Linked DNA regions of Capra hircus: regions 2 and 3 are each linked to region 1. The links are chromatin contacts, called in public Hi-C maps. All regions are on one chromosome and are shown on one strand. Each heading gives the region's core, a stretch centred on a gene start, on an enhancer-like site or on the middle of the called end of the contact. The rest is flanking DNA. Distances are from core to core; before and after follow the strand shown.

Evidence for each region. Hi-C and Micro-C count contacts between places; a contact is called where the count stands out from the background.
Region 2: a Hi-C map of blood shows a contact between it and region 1, with 2.6 times the contacts expected there. The contact joins the enhancer-like site here to the promoter of HOXC6 in region 1. A contact is called at or near these places in 3 of 5 Hi-C or Micro-C datasets (blood and liver).
Region 3: a Hi-C map of blood shows a contact between it and region 1, with 3 times the contacts expected there. The contact joins the promoter of SMUG1 here to the promoter of HOXC6 in region 1. A contact is called at or near these places in 2 of 5 Hi-C or Micro-C datasets (both in blood).

Annotation. Positions count from the first base shown.
Region 1 is chr5:25,752,803-25,755,632 of ARS1.2, reverse strand. It overlaps HOXC6 (homeobox protein Hox-C6), which reads left to right and starts at 1,413. Exons shown (of 3, transcript XM_018047654.1): 1 at 1,413-1,981.
Region 2 is chr5:25,569,121-25,571,950 of ARS1.2, reverse strand. No RefSeq gene overlaps it. Among named protein-coding and RNA genes, the nearest start is that of SMUG1, 24 kb to the left of the region's middle. Within about 2 kb of position 1,415, at least 3 of the 5 cell types and tissues checked have an H3K27ac peak or open chromatin away from gene starts, as enhancers often do.
Region 3 is chr5:25,593,167-25,595,996 of ARS1.2, reverse strand. SMUG1 (single-strand selective monofunctional uracil DNA glycosylase) reads right to left here and starts at 1,416. Exons shown (of 3, transcript XM_005679861.2): 1 at 1,379-1,416.

The sequences.
Region 1 (2,830 bases), core at 164-2,663:
CATTGTGAAAAGCTGGGCCAGTGCTTCCTTGTCGTAATTTTTAACTACCTGTTATAAAATTTATGGGTGGGTTTGTAAAAGAAACAAGGTCCCTGCATCCGGCTGAGGGAACTGCTTCACTTACTGTGGAGGAAGTTTGGGGAGGGGATGAGGGGACCCCCTGTTGGTTGGGGTGGGGCACCCAGCCGTGGAAGTCCCCATGCCAACATGACTCAGGAACCAAGAGAAGAGCTTTGGGCCTTCAAATCTCCAGCTTGTTGGGGAGAGTGGCTGGGTGGTGACTGGTTGGCAAATAGTCTCTATGGGGGGATTTATTCTGGGCTTCCTCACATTGGATTCATTGCCAAAATCAGGGGTCTGGAATCTCCCGTGCTCTGGTGTTTAGCATGGAAGGTACAATTCAAGGAAAGAATGGATACTTTTTTCTGGGCCTGCAAGGTGTGTCCTAGTTGCCCAGACACTGGAATTTTTCTGAAAAAGGCAGATGGGTTTGGGCCACCTGACCAGACAGAAAAAGGCTTCCTATGACCATGCACCCAAAGGAAAAAGAACTGGGAACTAAGATCGATCATAGACCTTAATTTTATATTTAATTCTAAAAAGATTAGGAGGAAGCTGCCATCTGAACCTAGGAACTGAGGAGACCTGAGGAGGAGACCTAGGGATGGTCTTGGGGGGGTGGGAGTGGGGAGAAAAGAATCTGGGGATGAGGGGCACTTTGGGAGTTCTGCAGGCTGCTCCCCTATCTCGTCTGCCACCCCACCCCCCCCTCCAAGCTGCCTCCGCAGGCCTAAACCCTCTCCGCTCTTCAGACCACGGCCAGGTCAGTCTTGGTTATGAGGCTTCCAGGGGCCTGCCCCTCCTGTTCCCATCTTGGGTGGAGTGGGGGGCTTCCCCTACCCCCCAATAGGAAGGATGTTGTTCTCTTCCTAGAAAAAAAATGACAGGAGTATGCTGAGCATCCCCTTCACGCGCCGGGCCTGCCGTCATTGCCCCAATGCCACAAATCTTTGCAAAGCTGTGGCTCCCCCAGAGCCAACCTTAATACCCCATTTATTAAGGAAAATATGTAAAATTCGGCATGGCAGAGGGAGGCAGCCGACTCAGCGCCAGAATCCTTCCTTGTCTCCTGTCAGGTCCCCCCTTCGCCCTTTCCGCGCTAGCCAGGAGCAACCCGGCCCGTGGGGAGTGGGCGGTGGGTGGGGGTAGGGTGGGGGTCGGGGGATGCTCCCTCTCCGAGAGAATTGGGTAAACATGGCGACCGCGGCGCCCATTTGCACACGCTACACAAATGCATCGCATTCCCGGTTGTTTGCAGAAAATTTACAGCTGAGTAATAAAAGTTTACGATCGACTCACAAGTTGGATTGGCCACAAGAAGTCATGTGGATTCCATCCATGAACGTGAACTTTTTATTGTGGTTTGTCCGTTCGGAGCGCTCCGCAGAACAGTCCTCCCTGTAAGAGCCTAACCATTGCCAGGGAAACCTGCGCTGGGCGCTCCCTTCATTACTAGTATTTTTTTTATTAATCTGATTAATAATTATTTTCTCCCCTCATTTAATTTTTTTCCTCCCAGCTGGAGTTGCCGGAAGCTGGGAGCACCTGGGGAGGGGGGCGGGGGGAGAGGCTGGGGTAGAGGGCACCCTCTCTCCCTTCCCGACCCTCTAGCCCCCCAAGGGGCAGGAGGAATGCGGGAGCAGGAGTTGAGATAGGGAGCTGCAGATGCTTCCGCCCCTCCCCTCTCCTAAGCTCTCCCTCCTGCCCCCTTCTTGCATCTCTCCTTAATTTTATTTGGCTTTTTTAATTATTGGGACTTCTTTTTTATTTTAAAATTTCTATAAAAATATATATATACATATATATGTATGTGGAGCTGAGACAGGCTCGGCAGCGGCACAGAATGAGCAAAGACGAGAAAGAGAGAGTGGGAGAGAGAGGCAGAGAGAGAGAGGGAGAGGGAGAGTGACAGCAGCGCCCGGTAAGTGTTTCCTTATTGGTTCAAATATGTAACTAATGGTCCGTAGCTGGGTGGCGGTTTCAAGATAAGGACAGCAGCGGCTTGTCTTGGTTAGAAAGGAGAGGGGGCGAGAGGGTGGGCGCGTGGCAATTATGGGGAGGAAAAGTGGGGGTGGGGGAGAAATTGGGTTAAACTGGAATATGGTAGTGGGGGACGTATGTTGTCCTTATGTCACTGTACGCTGAAGTTGGGGGTCGGGGGGCCAGAGGACTGCGTGGGGCTCAAGGCCGGGGTCTAGTGCGCGGACCTTGTCCTTACCTGTTATAGATCTTCGGCCTCTTGCCTAACGGGACTGAGACAGAGGGGGCTCGGGAGCTCAAAATCCAGGGCAGAAGAGAGAACCTGTAAGCTGTAACCAATGCCCTCCGAGCAGAGTCAGCCCCCCCAACCCCCAAACAAACTTTCCAGTGCCCCCTCCCTGCTCCGCAGCCCCCTCCCTCCCGAAGAGCGCGACCGCTAGAGCTCACACATGCGCAGTGCGGGCCCAAGGCCCGGCCGCGGAGCAGGAAGAGAGCGCAGCTAGGCGGGCGGCGGGGCCTGTTAATTGGCAATTAGGGAGGAGGCTGGTGGCTGGTGCGCGTCAGCGGAGGGGAGAGCGTCTGCCCACCCCTGCTTCCACCCCCACGCGAGCGGATGGAAAGATGGGAGGTGCTCTGCACTGCGGGTGGATGGGTGGGGGTGGGGGTGGGGGACTTGGTACTCAAAAGCCATCTTGTGCTTGGAGAATGGGGGCCAATCTGCCTTCTCTCCCCCCGACCCCCGGCCCGGCGTTCTCCACCCCCACCGCGGCCACCCCACCCAGGATACCAA
Region 2 (2,830 bases), core at 166-2,665, 180 kb after region 1:
CCGAGGTGCAGCAAGAGCCAGTGTGCAGACCTTCGTGGAGATCTGTGCCGCCAGCGTGAGGTCCGAGTCTCGAAGCCTGCTCTCATCCAGAGACAGCTCGCCCCTCCCGGCTGGGGAAGGGCTCCCAGCAAGCCCCAGCGGGGGCGCGTCGCAGGGCCACCCAGCGTCTCTGCCCGTGGGCGGTCAGAGTGAGAGCACCTGGTCAGATGCCGCCAACCCCTTGGGTCCTGCAGCCGCTTCCGTGGGGGAAGGGTTGCCGCCGCCACCTAGGCTTCTGCCAACTGTGTCTAACTCTGAAACTATATTACCCTTCCCACCCCCAACCACCCTTGACGGACTTCCGTGGTTTCGGGTAACTCGCCTCCAGCTCCTGAGTACAAGGAATCATTACCCCCTTACACTATACACCGCAGGTCTGACTCCAAATGGGGAAGTCCTTCCTGGTGTCTGACCACCATTCTGCCTGCTGCAGCTAAACTTAACAAGTTCTGTCCTCATGGGAGAAAGTGGGTGCTTTAACTTTCCTCCTTTTAGCTAAAGAATCCAAGCCTCCAGCCCCTTTTCCACATCCTATTTCCCCATTCTGACAAGGCCTCTTTTTAGGGATCCTCGTGATCTTCGTTTCTCTCGCCTTTCCTGGTCAAAATAACCCAAAGTGTTTTCTGATTGGTTGTCCTCTCCCTTCCAGTATCCCTTCTCTGTACCGGACCTCCCCGCCTGTGCTGATGTCCAAGTCCCACTCGCCATGATCCACAGACGGCCTCAGTTTCCCCAGTAGGGCATTGAGTGCGCTGCCTCTATGGTGTCCTCTGGTTTTTTGAGGTCCCCTCCCCCAGCTTCTGAACAGGACACCGCCACGTTCTTTCATTCATCTCAAAAATATTTACTGAGCGCCTACTATGTGTCCGGCCTGAGTTCCTCCCCTCGACTCACTCTTAGCCTTCTGCTGCTTCCAAAGCTTGGAGGAAGGAGCAAGAGATCCAAGAGTGCCGATCTCCAGTCCGGAGCTCGAGTCAAGAGAGCTGAAGGTCATCTGCAACCGGGTGAAGCCACGAAGGTAGGGCGGGGCTAGCCGGACGCCTGCGGGTCTGAATGCTTGGGGACCGCAGAGAGGACACTGCGCCAGGCGCCGGAGCCTCCCGGCGCTCTGACCTGGCGCAAGGATTTCCCATTCTTAGCGCAAGGAAGACCCCTTGTGGCCGTTGTGGGAAGAGCAGGCAAGAAAAGAGGGCAACAGCCGGGAGAGGACAGCCAGACTCCCTTCTAGGTCTTGCCTGACGGGGGGTGGGTGGGGGAGGCGAGGGGGTGCTCAGAGGCTAGCCGTGCCCGGCAATCCTTCATCCCACTTCCACACCCTCAAAACGCAACCACCGGTACTTCGCGAATAGTGTTCTTACCAAATCACAGGGAAAATGTCTGAAGCAGTAGCACGTGTGACTGTGGTTAGACATCTGGAAGGACTTTTCCAGAAGCGGTTTTGGGAGGACTCAACTCATCGCAATGAAAGGATGGAAAGAAACGGGCCTTCCGACCCTCCCCAGGCGGTGAGGAGAGATTCGTTCCTGAGGCTGAGGCGAGTGTGGGATTATCAGCCCCTGCGGTGCGGCTGCCTCCGCTCGGAGAAGGAAGCTCTCACCAGCCGGGAAGCTCAGAGAGCGCAGGAGCCGGGGCCGTCCCTCAGCCCGCATCCTAGGGGTGAGGGGTGAGGGGCGGGGTGCACAGGGTCGTCGGGAACAGGAAGGGGACTCCACGTTGGTCACAGTAGACTGTCACAGGCCTGAGAGGGGACCGTCAGGGCAGGGATGATGCACCCCACACACCCTGCCGGAACTCTGAGCGGAAGAGTACTCACTAGGCTGCGCCACTCCCCGCCCCATCCCCCTTTGACGCTGCCGGCGACCGAGCCCTGTCCGGGCAGTGTGAATTTGCATACATTTGCATCGCCAGCTGTGCACAGCTGCATCCGGTTTTGGACCATAAATTCGTGGCGGGTGGCTCCTGGCCAGCGGGCCCGGCGCGGCGGGAGCCATCTCTCCGCGCGCCTCTGCCGGGTCTGTTCACGCCTCGGGCGCTAGCGGGGTCTCACGCCTCCCCGAGCCGCCTCCCCCAGTTCGCGCCACCTTCCGAGGGTCTGTCTGCCTGGGCCAGCCCCAGGCCAGGCCTAAAAGCCCAGATCCCCGTTCTTCGTCTCTCTGGGTCAAGCGACGTATTCGTCTTGCTCTGACGCTTCAGGCCAGGGATTTCAGGGCAGATTTTCCTGCCAGGACTAATGCGTAGCCTTCTAGGTGGTAGCCCTGCCTCCGGAAGCCCCTTGCCAAAATACAGGACTAATCATGGTCAGCGTTTGAAATTCTATGGGCTCGCCAGGCTTGCAGAATAAACCGTGTATTGTTCACTCTCACCAAGGAAAGCCCCTCACATTTCACCAGCATCTCTCTTCTTTATCTTTAGCCTTGTCTCTTGCATCACAGCCAGACCCAGGCACATAAGAGCATGTGCTTCAGTAACACAAAACTGCGGGAGGGTATTTAACTCCCCGAGCCCTCTCCCTCTGCCTGACCTTTATCTGCTCCATGTTTCCACCTAGACTGCCCCTCCCTTTTGTCTGCCGGCCCAACACATCCTTAAATCCATGCTAAAACGTTTCCTCCTCTGGGAGAAATTTGTTCCCACCCTGATTTCTCTTACCCCTGGCAATCTGTAATGACATCTGTTAACACTCACAGTATAAACGTTTGGTCAGTTGCACCCACCAAATTGTTAAGACAGGGACTGTTTGTTGCTGTGCCCTGGCTCTCCCACCAGGAGATGTTCAGAAATACTGAATGAA
Region 3 (2,830 bases), core at 167-2,666, 160 kb after region 1:
GGACCACAAGGTTGACACAACAGCTTGATCCATCAACCTGTTCTCTGACCCTAGCCTTGGGAAAGTGGGAAAGAGAGAGAAAAAACATCTTAACTATGCTCCAATATAATATAAAAATTTTAAAAGTCAGGGCTAAACTTAGGAAATCCTTCCCTAGACTGCTCTCAGAACTCTTTAACCGATCTGTCCGGGTGGCTACCCGGGCCAGCTGGACTCAAACAAAGGCTGAGAAGGGCGCTGTGGAGAACTCCGTTGTCTCCGGGGCCCTTCCTCTGCATCTCCCCATACAGTGCCAACATTAGCAGACTGCCTGCTCCAAGTCTGGCATCTCTCTCAGGTCTTAAGGTTGAGCCTACCTTTGATCTTTAGGGACCCATCCTGAAGACAGCAAGGCCAGGGTTACACAGAAGAGTGACAAGGCCTTATTTTCAATGTTCTGGAATTTCAAAGCCTGATCAGAAGGCAAGAGCTACAGGCTATGTGTCAACTGACTATAATTCTAGTCCCGGTTTCATCTCTAAGGTTCTCCTAAGCAAGTCATTTAACTGTCTTCTCTATGAGATGAAAATCAAAATTCCCATCCAACCTACCACCAGCTGTTAACTCATTTTCCCCCCCCCAATATTTATGAGTCTCTTACATGACAGGCATTGTGGTAGTCTTTTGGTGGGGAAGAAATCCAAAATGAATAAACAACTCACAAACGACTGTGACATGGCAGATAAACAACTGTAATACACTGTGACATACTGTGATTCCAGCTTTAATGTCCTGAAGAAAACACCTTGGAAGCCCAAAGGAGAAACCAGGAAGTTCTATGTAAAGTCACCCACGGACAGAGATCAAGAAATGTCCGTTTCTGAAATCACTGATAAATTACAGTGTCACATTAAGCACAAGTGGAGGGTGATCCAACGATAAGTCTGGCCACCTAGGCTCTCTGGCACTAAACTCAGTAAAGGCAGAAGGAATCCAAGACACTGTCCACTCCCGTGTCCCTTGGGGGCACTTTAGGAATCCACGTGGACAATCAGCAAATCCTTAAAACCAATAATGATAACAATAATACTAATAGAGCATGGACTGAGAAGTTCCCAACACTTCATCTCCCCTCCTAGTTCGAGGGGGCTGACAAGTAAGGATCCACAAGAAACCTCCACGTCCGCCCGCGGGCTCCGCCCGACGGGAAAGCCTCGTCTCAGCAGGTCTCCGGGGCGGTTCCATGGGCTCGGCTTTCTCTGCGCCGGGCGAGCCCCTGACGGAGAGAGGGGGCCCGAAACACAGACATTTCCACTCCCCGCCTGTCACCTCCAGCTAGCCGGGGGAGCCCCTAGCCCGCCCCCCAGCGCCCCAGGTTCCCAGACTCCTACTTCCTCACCTGGTCCAGCGCCCCATCCGGTTTCCGGTTCCTTTTCCCACCCCCTCGCCGGGCGCGGAGGACTGTGGGAGTTGTAGTCCACTTTGTTTAGGGAAAGAGATTGGCATAGCTGCGGCCACTTCCGCCGGAAATACTCAAATTCCCGGAAAGTGTGCTAAGTTGGCAATAAGTAACTCTGGGGGTTGTAGTTTATTCTTTACACCAGGGCTAAATCCAGACGACTTGAGAAGTGAGAAGCTACATTCTGTAAGGACCTTGAAGATCCTAGGCTTTAGCTGTAAAAGGCATCACCTTTCCAAAAGTTCATACACTTTCCTCAAAGGGATTGTGAATCAAGGAGCTTCAACTATCTGCAGTCTCTTAACTCACCTGAGGGCATTAACAATGGCTACAGACTATTTCTAGCCCTCCTGCTGCTCCAGATATAAGAGACCTCTCCTATGCAGCCCTCCAAGGACTGTATGTAGAACACCCACGAAAGCACTTCTGGCTAAACTCCCTAGTAATAACTTTGAGACTCTTCCATCCCACATTACTGTCCAAGCCCCTGTCTCCACAGCTTTACCATTTCACTTCTCTCCCTCCTCGGCCCTGCTGTCTACCCAGCCCTATTACCTTCCATCCTTCCCAGTCCTACCTCTGGAATACTCTGTCCAGGACACCTTTCTTGACAGATTCTATGGCTGCATCTAACAGTTCATTCACTCCCACCTTCCCAACCCAATACTAATGTCCAAAGCTGTCCCCACTCCTAGCTCTGTTCATGTCCTGTGGCTGGATCTGTGTCTGTGTCCTGACTAAAATATTGTCATTAGACTGGAAACCCCATAAGGTCACTTATCTGGTAGATTCTTCTCATCCCCACCTCCTGAATACCCCAGCACAGGTATGACTGAGACCAGAGGAAAGCAGCCTCCCTGCAGGTGGAGACCAGTGAATCCCAGAAGAGGAAGAGGTGAGAGAACAAGGATGCGACCCCCTTCTCTAGCCTCCCCTGCTCTCCTACCAACAGACAAAAACTTAAAGGGTGCAGCAGGAGCTTCAGGGAACTGTGAGTAGTGACCCTCTGAACCACAGATGAGGAACCACCCCTACTCTTGTAAGACTTCAGAAACTGAATTAATCATCCCCTTCAACAAAGTCCATTATTTCCTGAGGTTTCATTTGTGCCGGATTCTCTCCCTCTCTGTGTCTTTGACTCTCTCTGCCTATGTATATGTATCTCTATCCCTAGTCTCATGTATAGTCTCTCTCCTTCTGTGTACATCTGTCTCCCTGTCTCTGCTTTTTTGTCTGGAATGAGTGAAATAAGAGTATCCTGACCTTCTGACTGGCTCTTCACTCAGGCGTCTCTATCTCAGTAGATCTACGTGTTTCTGTGTTTCTAAACAAAAATTAGGCAGAGAGGGGAACCATGCTGGTGGCATTATCTTATTGCCTAAGAATTCTAGG